Linked DNA regions of Vulpes vulpes: region 2 is linked to region 1. The links are chromatin contacts, called in public Hi-C maps. All regions are on one chromosome and are shown on one strand. Each heading gives the region's core, a stretch centred on a gene start, on an enhancer-like site or on the middle of the called end of the contact. The rest is flanking DNA. Distances are from core to core; before and after follow the strand shown.

The links. A called contact is a pair of places that touch in the nucleus more often than the background predicts.
Region 2: a contact with region 1 is called in a Hi-C map of skeletal muscle, with 2.8 times the contacts expected there. The contact joins the promoter of OGDH here to the promoter of CCM2 in region 1. A contact is called at or near these places in 2 of 3 Hi-C or Micro-C datasets (both in skeletal muscle).

What each region holds. Positions count from the first base shown.
Region 1 is chr7:15,073,950-15,077,604 of VulVul3, reverse strand. CCM2 (CCM2 scaffold protein) reads left to right here and starts at 2,280. Exons shown (of 11, transcript XM_072763017.1): 1 at 2,280-2,385.
Region 2 is chr7:15,280,218-15,283,974 of VulVul3, reverse strand. OGDH (oxoglutarate dehydrogenase) reads left to right here and starts at 2,425. Exons shown (of 23, transcript XM_025988372.2): 1 at 2,425-2,898. The coding sequence starts at 2,566.

The DNA.
Region 1 (3,655 bases), core at 1,031-3,530:
GTGGAGTAGTGCCCCCAGAGAGACATGGGGATGCTGGGTGGCTGTCCCTACACCTTGCCATAGGCATCTTTCCCATCTGAATGTTTACCAGTTTTCTTTATCGTGTCCTTTAAAGAAAAAAAAAGTCTTTATTTATGTGACAGGGAAAGTCAGAGAGGATGGGGGAAGGGCAGAGAGAGAGGGAGAAGCAGACTCTCTGTTAAGCAGGGAGCTCAGACGATGTGGGATGATGCAGGGCTCAATCCCAGAACCCTGAGGACCCTAGGACCCTGGCCCACTCACTGAGACAGCCAGGTGCCCCTATCTTGTCCTTTTATAATAAACTGGTAAGCAGTAAGTGAACTGTTTTCCTGAGTTCTGTGAGCCACTCTAGCAAGTTAACTGAGCCCAAGAGAGGCTTGTGGGAGTCCAGAGTAATAGCCAATTAGCACAGGTAACAGCCTGGACTGCTGTTGGCATCTGTGTGGGCAGTTTTATGGGACTGAGTCCTCAACCCCTGGGATCTGATGCCATGTCTGGGTAGATGCTGCTGAGTGAGTTAAAGTGTGGGACATTCTGCTGGTATCACAGAACTTCTTGGTGTTGGGAAAACCCTTGGATGTCTGATGTCAGCAGTGTTGAGAGAGTGCCAGCCATGCAAGAGCAAAGGAGGCACAGGAGGGGAGTGGGTTTTTCCTGACACACAGGCTAAGGGGAGTTTGAGGAGTGTTCTTTGCTGCAAAATACGTAAAGGTACATGAGTGGGAGACTAATTGCTAGGTACACTGCCTTGTTTGTGTTTGGGGATGTGGCTGCTAAATTAGTGCAGGAGATAGAGTGAGGGACACCCGAGTGGCTCAGTGGTTGAGCGTATGCCTTCTAGCTCAGGGCGTGACCCCAGGGTCCTGGGATCGAGTCACATGTCGTGCTCCCTGCATGGAGCCTGCTTCTCCCTCTGCCTGTGTCTCTGCCTCTCTCTCTCTGTGTCTCTCATGAATAAATGAATAAAATCTTAAATAAAAAAAAGGTAGAGTGAAAGATCTTTTCACCCACCTCCGATCTATGTGCCAAAGGACCTGGAATATGCCTGGGGGTGCTATACAAACAAGTGTTAAGTATAGCAGAGCAACAAAGGGTTGGCTGGTTAAAGCAAGGAGAGGTCTGAAGGACACGAGGATTGTAAATACAAGATGCAGCTACTACTCTGAGGGCTGAGATGCGCTCCCAGAGAAAAGACCCCTTCCCCCCAGGGCTGAGAGCCTAGCGACAGCTCCGCACGTGCTGGAGAAGTGCCCGCAGGACTCGCTGGGAGTCCTTGTAGAGCCTAGGGAAAGCTGGCCACGGAGAGTTGCTAAGTTCCCTCGGAGGCAGGTGCTCCAAGGCCCCGGAGCTGTGAGAAGCTGCCCCTGCGGCGGGGGGGGGGGGGCGGGGGGGGCGGGGGGAGGCCGCAGAGGCTGCAGGTGCCTGCCTAGGAGCTCCCTGGAGGCCTTGTCTCCCACACCGCCTCCCAGTGCTTCCTGCTGCACATCTCTGCAGCGCTGGGCCATCCGGGGACAGAGGAGGCGCAGAGGGCCTGGCTCCAGCGCAGGGTCCATCGGGGACGGGGGAGGCTCAGAGGGTCCGGCTCTAGCGCGCAGGGCAGGAAAGGAGCGCGAGCGGAGCTGGAGGGATGCACGGAGCTGGCAGAGGTCACCGCTTAACACAAGTGTCAGTTCACTCTCTAGGGGCGCTGCAAGGGGCTCACTGGCAGCTCGTGGCGGGACGCGGCCGACCCCAGCCTGCGGAGGGGCGGACGTTGACACAGCCTGGTAGCTGCTGGCCGGTTGCGCTTTGTCCCGACGGGTGCCAGGAGTTGCGTCCTACCGCACCCCACCTTCCTGAGGGCTTAAGCAACACGGGTGCTGGAGCGCAGGAAGGCTTAAACGGGCGTCACTGGGGACCTGAAGGTACTCGGCAAATTGAGAAAGAGAAAGGAAGTAGCTTCGCCCCGCCCCCTTCCTACCAGCCCCGCCCACCAGCGTCCAAGCCACGCCCTCCTCTTCCGGCCAGCCCCGCCCCCCTCCCCGTCCCCGTCGGCCCCTTCCCCCAGACCCCGCCCCCACCTTGCTGCCGGCCCCGCCCTTCCCTCCCTGCTAGCCACACCCCTTCACGCAGGCCCCCGCCTCCCAGCCCCTCCCCACCAGCCACGCAAGCCTCACCTTCCTGCGAGCCCCTCCCTCCCCACAGGCCACGCCCCTCACCTACTGAATAGCTCCTCCCCCTCATCGTGGCCCCGCCCCCGTTTCCCGTCGGCCCGAGTCGGCGGAGTGGGGGGGCCCTTCCCGAGCGCGAGGCACGCCGGGAAGTGGCTGCCCTAAAGATGGCGGCAGAATTGAAAAGTTGAAGCGGTTCCTGGAGCCCTGAGAGGCAGGGGACGGGCAGGGAACGGGCTGGGGCGGGGCTCGCGCTCTCTTGCCCTCCTTGAAGGGGTGGGGCGGGGTAGGGGCGCGACAGGCGCGCTCCCGCGGCCGAGGGGGCGGGCCCAGGCGGGCGCGTCCCCGGGGGCCCCGAGGGCGGGGGCGGGGCCGGGGGCGGGGCGTCGCCTCGGCCCGGAAGTGCGGGGTGCGGGGTGCGGGGCGCGGACGTCCCCTGGCGGCCGCGGCGGGAGACTGCGGCCGCGCGGGCGGGAGGCGCGGGAGGCGCAGGAGCGGCGGCGACGGCGGCCGCGGGGCCGGGCGAGCATGTAGCGGCCGCGGGCGGCGCGGGGCTCCCGGGGCGGGCCGGGCCGGGCCGCGGGAGCCGCTCGCGGCGACATGGAGGAGGAGGGCAAGAAGGGCAAGAAGGTGAGCGGCAGCGGCAGCGTGCTCCCCGGGCCGGGCCGGGCTGGACCCCAGGGCGGGGCGGGGGGGCCGGGGCTGGACCGGGAGGCGCCGCCGCCGCCGGTCGGGGGAGGTCGGGGGACGTCGGGGGACAGCGGGGCCGGCAGGCTGGGGCCCCCGGCGGACCTCGCGCGCTGGGCCCGGGCGGCGGGGGTCGGTGTCCGCGGATGCGCCGGGAGGCGAGTCCCTGGACAATGGGGCTAGGTGGTCCTCCGCCCGGCCCGCCCCGCGGGGAGGAAGGAGCCACGCCTTTCCGCCCCTTCCGGTCAGCGCGTCCCCCTAACCCGGGCTGTGCACATGGCCCTGCCCGCGGGCTCCTCCGGGCCGGGGAGGGGGCGCGGGCGCGGGCGGGCCCCGGGGGCTCTCCAGGGCCGGGGTCTCCGCTGCCCAAGGGACCTCTGTGTCCTGATTCCGAAGAAGGGAGAAGCTGTGCTTAGGGACAGCTGCTCGCGGCTCGCTCAGCGGTTGCAGGGTCGCTCCATTTGGCGCTTGGATTTCGGGCACAGTTTAAGGGGCTCCTTAGTTTGTGTCGTTTTACAAATGTGGCTTTAACTGTAGGCTGGAGTAGTTGATAAACTCATTTTCAGGAGACTAATAGCGGAGAGGCCCTTAAGAAGAAAAACCAGATTTCAATGAAATTTCTCCTTTCTCATCTGCTGGATTTCGTTAACGTGCACTTCGGGTGCACGAGTTTCAGACTTTGGGAGGTCCTCTGCTCTCCCCAGTCTGCACAGCCGGCTGGAGGCAGCTGTGCCCATCCTCTGACTCCGCACCTTGTTTTACATGATGCACCATTTTTGGAAGGCTGTGCTTGAAAT
Region 2 (3,757 bases), core at 1,176-3,675, 210 kb before region 1:
TGGTGCAGCCACTCTGGAAAACAGTATATAAGTTCCTAAAAAAAAAAAAAAAAAATTTAAAAATAGGGGCACCTGGGTGGCTCGGTGGGCAAAAACCTCTGCTTTCAGCTCAGGTCATGATCTCAATGTCCTGGGACGGAGCCCCCATTGCATCAGGCTCTGTGCTCAGAGGGGAAGCTGTTTCTCCCTCTCCCTCTGCCCCTCCCCCTGCTGGTGCTGTCAAATAAACAAAATCCTATTTAAAATTTAAGAACATTAACTTTAGAATTATAATAGAATTACCCTAAAATCCAGCAATTCTGGGTATTTATTCAAAGAAAACAAAAACACCAATCTGAAGATATATGCACCCCCTACATTCACTGAAACTTTATTCACAACAGGAAAGATAACAGAAGCAACCTAAGTGTCCACTGACATACAGAAGGAGAAAGATGAGGTGGGGGGACGCACATGTGGGCGCACACATGTGAATGTTATTCAGCCATTAAAAACAATAAAATCAGGGATCCCTGGGTGGCGCAGCGGTTTGGCGCCTGCCTTTGGCCCAGGGCGCGATCCTGGAGACCCGGGATCGAATCCCACGTCGGGCTCCCGGTGCATGGAGCCTGCTTCTCCCTCTGCCTATGTCTCTGCCTCTCTCTCTCTCTCTCTCTGTGTGTGACTATTGTAAATAAATAAAAATTAAAAAAAAAAATAAAAAAAAAATAAAATCCTACCATTTGCAACAACGTGGGTGGATCCACGTTGTTTACAGAGTAAGTCGGAGAAAGACAAATGCGACTTCACTCCTGTGTGGAATCTATAAAGCAAAGGAACAAACAAAACAGACGCAGATTCAGACAAGCTGTTGGTTACCAGAGGTGGTGGAAGCGGTTGGGAGCGGGCACAATAGGTGAAAGGGATTAAGGGGCACCTATTTTTCAGGGATAAATGTTTTTTTTTTATTTTTAAAGATTTTATTTATTTATTCATAGACACACAGAGAGGCAGAGACACAGGCAGAGGGAGAAGCAGGCTCCATGCAGGGAGCCTGATGTGGGACTCGATCCCAGGTCTTCCAGGATCACACCCCAGGCTGCAGGCGGCACCAAACTGCTGCGCCACCGGGGCTGCCCAGCGATAAATGTTGATGTACAGCACAGGGAGCACAGGCAGCGACCCCCTCATAGCTTCGTATGACAACAGAAGGTAACTAGACTATCGCGGGGATGGGTATTTTTTTGTTTTTGTTTTTGTTTTTAAGATTTTATTTAAGAGAGAGAGGGGGAGAAGGGGTAGGGAGAGGGAGAAGCAGACTTCCTGCTGAGCAGGGATCTGGGCCAGGACCTGGGGCTCCCTCCTGGGACCCTGAGATCATGACCTGCGCTGAAGGCAGAAGCTCAACCAACTGAGCCACCCAGGCGCCCCTGCAGGGCTCCATTTCCTAATGTATAAAAATATCAAGTCACCATGGTATACACCTGAAATTAATGCTACACTCTTAAGGCAATTGTACTTCAATCAAAAAAAAAGAAGATAATCACCCAGTTTTTTTTTTTTTTTTTAAGATTTATTCATAGAGACAGAGGGGGGGGGGGGGCAGAGACACAGGCAGAGGGAGAAGCAGGCTCCATGCAGGGAGCCCGATGTGGGACTCGATTCCGGGTCTCCAGGATCACATCCCGGGCTGCAGGAGGCGCTAAACCGCTGCACCACCCGGGCTGCCCTCACCCAGTTTTTTTTAAAAAGTTAAAGCCAGGGTCCCTGGTTGGCTCCGCGGTTTAGCGCCGCCTTTGGCCCGAGGTGTGATCCTGGAGACCTGGGATCGAGTCTCGCGCTGGGCTCCCTGCATGGAGCTTGCTTCTCCCTCTGCCTGTGTCTCTGCCTGTCTCTCATGAATAAATAAAATCTTTTAAAAAAGAAAATAAATAGTAACCAGAATGTAAGTAAGTTGGGACCCTCGCATCTTGCTGGTGGGGAAGTGATGCGGCCGTGGCAGGCGCTGGAAAACCCAGCTAGGGCTCCCCTCCCAGGTACACACACAGTAGGGGTGGACACCCGTCTCGCACTCCACGGGTGCTTGTGGGCCAACCTCACCGCAGCACCAGGCACAAAAGCTCAAACATGCAAACGACCCCAACAAGGAATGGGCACAGGAGCGGCAGAGGAGCCACAGGACGGACTACTCTCTGCTCGTAGAAACGAATGGCAATCAGGTCGCCCGGGGGCTCAGCGGTTGCACGTCAGCCTTCAGCCCAGGGCGTGACCTCGGGGTCCTGGGTTCGAGTCCCACGTCGGGCTCCGTGCATGGAGCCTGCGTCTCCCGCTGCCTGTGTCTCTGCCTCTCTGTCTGGTTAATAAATAAAATCTTTAAAAAACAAAACAAAACAAAAAAGGGAATCCTGACCCCTGCTCCAACGTGGACCCACCTTCAGCACATGCTCAGTGAAACAAGCTCCGAGACAGGAACCGCACCACCGCACCCGCACGGGGCCCAGGGACAGGAGTAGCGAAGGGTACTGGGAGTGGTTACCGCTCGGACGGTCCCCACTGGCCCCCCATCCCCAGGAATACCCCGACCCCATGGCCGCCCAGCTGCCCGCGCACAGCGCTCTTCCTTCCTCACGGGAACGACCTCCGGAGGGAAACCGCACTCGCACTCGCCACTCCTCCCCCGGCGGCCACCCGGCGTCGGGGCCGCAAAGACCCCGCCCGCCCACTGCAGGCCCCCGGCCCACGCCACGACCACGCCGGCGCTGCTCTGTGACGTCAGGCCACGCCCGAGCGGCCGGGGCGGGCCTTCTTCTCCAGGGGCGGGACTGCGTGCTGACGCCACACGCCGGGGCGGGATCAAGAGTTTGGTGCCCCGGAGTGGGGTGTCGGCGCCTCATTCGGGTGGAGCCGAGCCGGGGACAGGTAAGCGCGCGCTGCCGCTGGGCCTGGGCTGGTGCGGGAGGACCCGCGCCCTCGGGCAGGAGGCGGGGGGCGTGGCAGAGGGCGAGGGCGCCGCAGCCTCGTTGTCGCAGGCGCCGCGGTGACAGGGAGTGAAGCCGGATGGAGCAGAGCTGACGGCGGGAGGTGGGCAGGACGGGGCCTGATGGACGACCGTGGCAGCCAATGGGACGGCGAGGGCCGTCTGACGGGCGGAGATTGGCGGGCGCTGGCGCGCGCAGACGTCGCGGGGGGCGCGCAGTGGCGCGCTATTGGCTGTGTGGGGCGTGGGGTGGGCCTCGCGGCGGATGTGAGGGAACGGGCGCCGCGGCCAGGGTGACCCCCAAGGTCGGGGAGGCGTCACACGGGAGCCGCCCGGCGCCGTCCTCTGCCGGCTCGGAAGGGTGGCGCGCCCTTGATGGAGCGGCTGCGGGCCGTGGGGCCTGCTCCGCCCGCCGCCGCCCTGGCTGCGCGCCCCGGGAGACGCCCTTGAGAAGACCGAGGGCAGCACCCCGAGGACTCAGTATCCCTCCGGACTCAGTACTCCCCCGTACTCCACTTTCTCCTTACGGTCCTGGGGAGACGCCCTTGAGCACACCACCCGCAGCACCCCACGGACTTAGTACCTCTTCGGACTCAGACTACTCTTTACTCCTTCACCCTGTGGTCCTGGGGGGATAACCTTGAGGGCAGCACCCCCAGGACTTAGTACCTCTCCGGACTCAGTACTACTCTTTACCACTTCTTCACCCTGTGGTCCTGTGGGGACAACCTTGAGCACACCACCTGCAGCACCCCGAGGACTTAGTACCTCTCCGGACTCAGTACTACTCTTTACCACTTC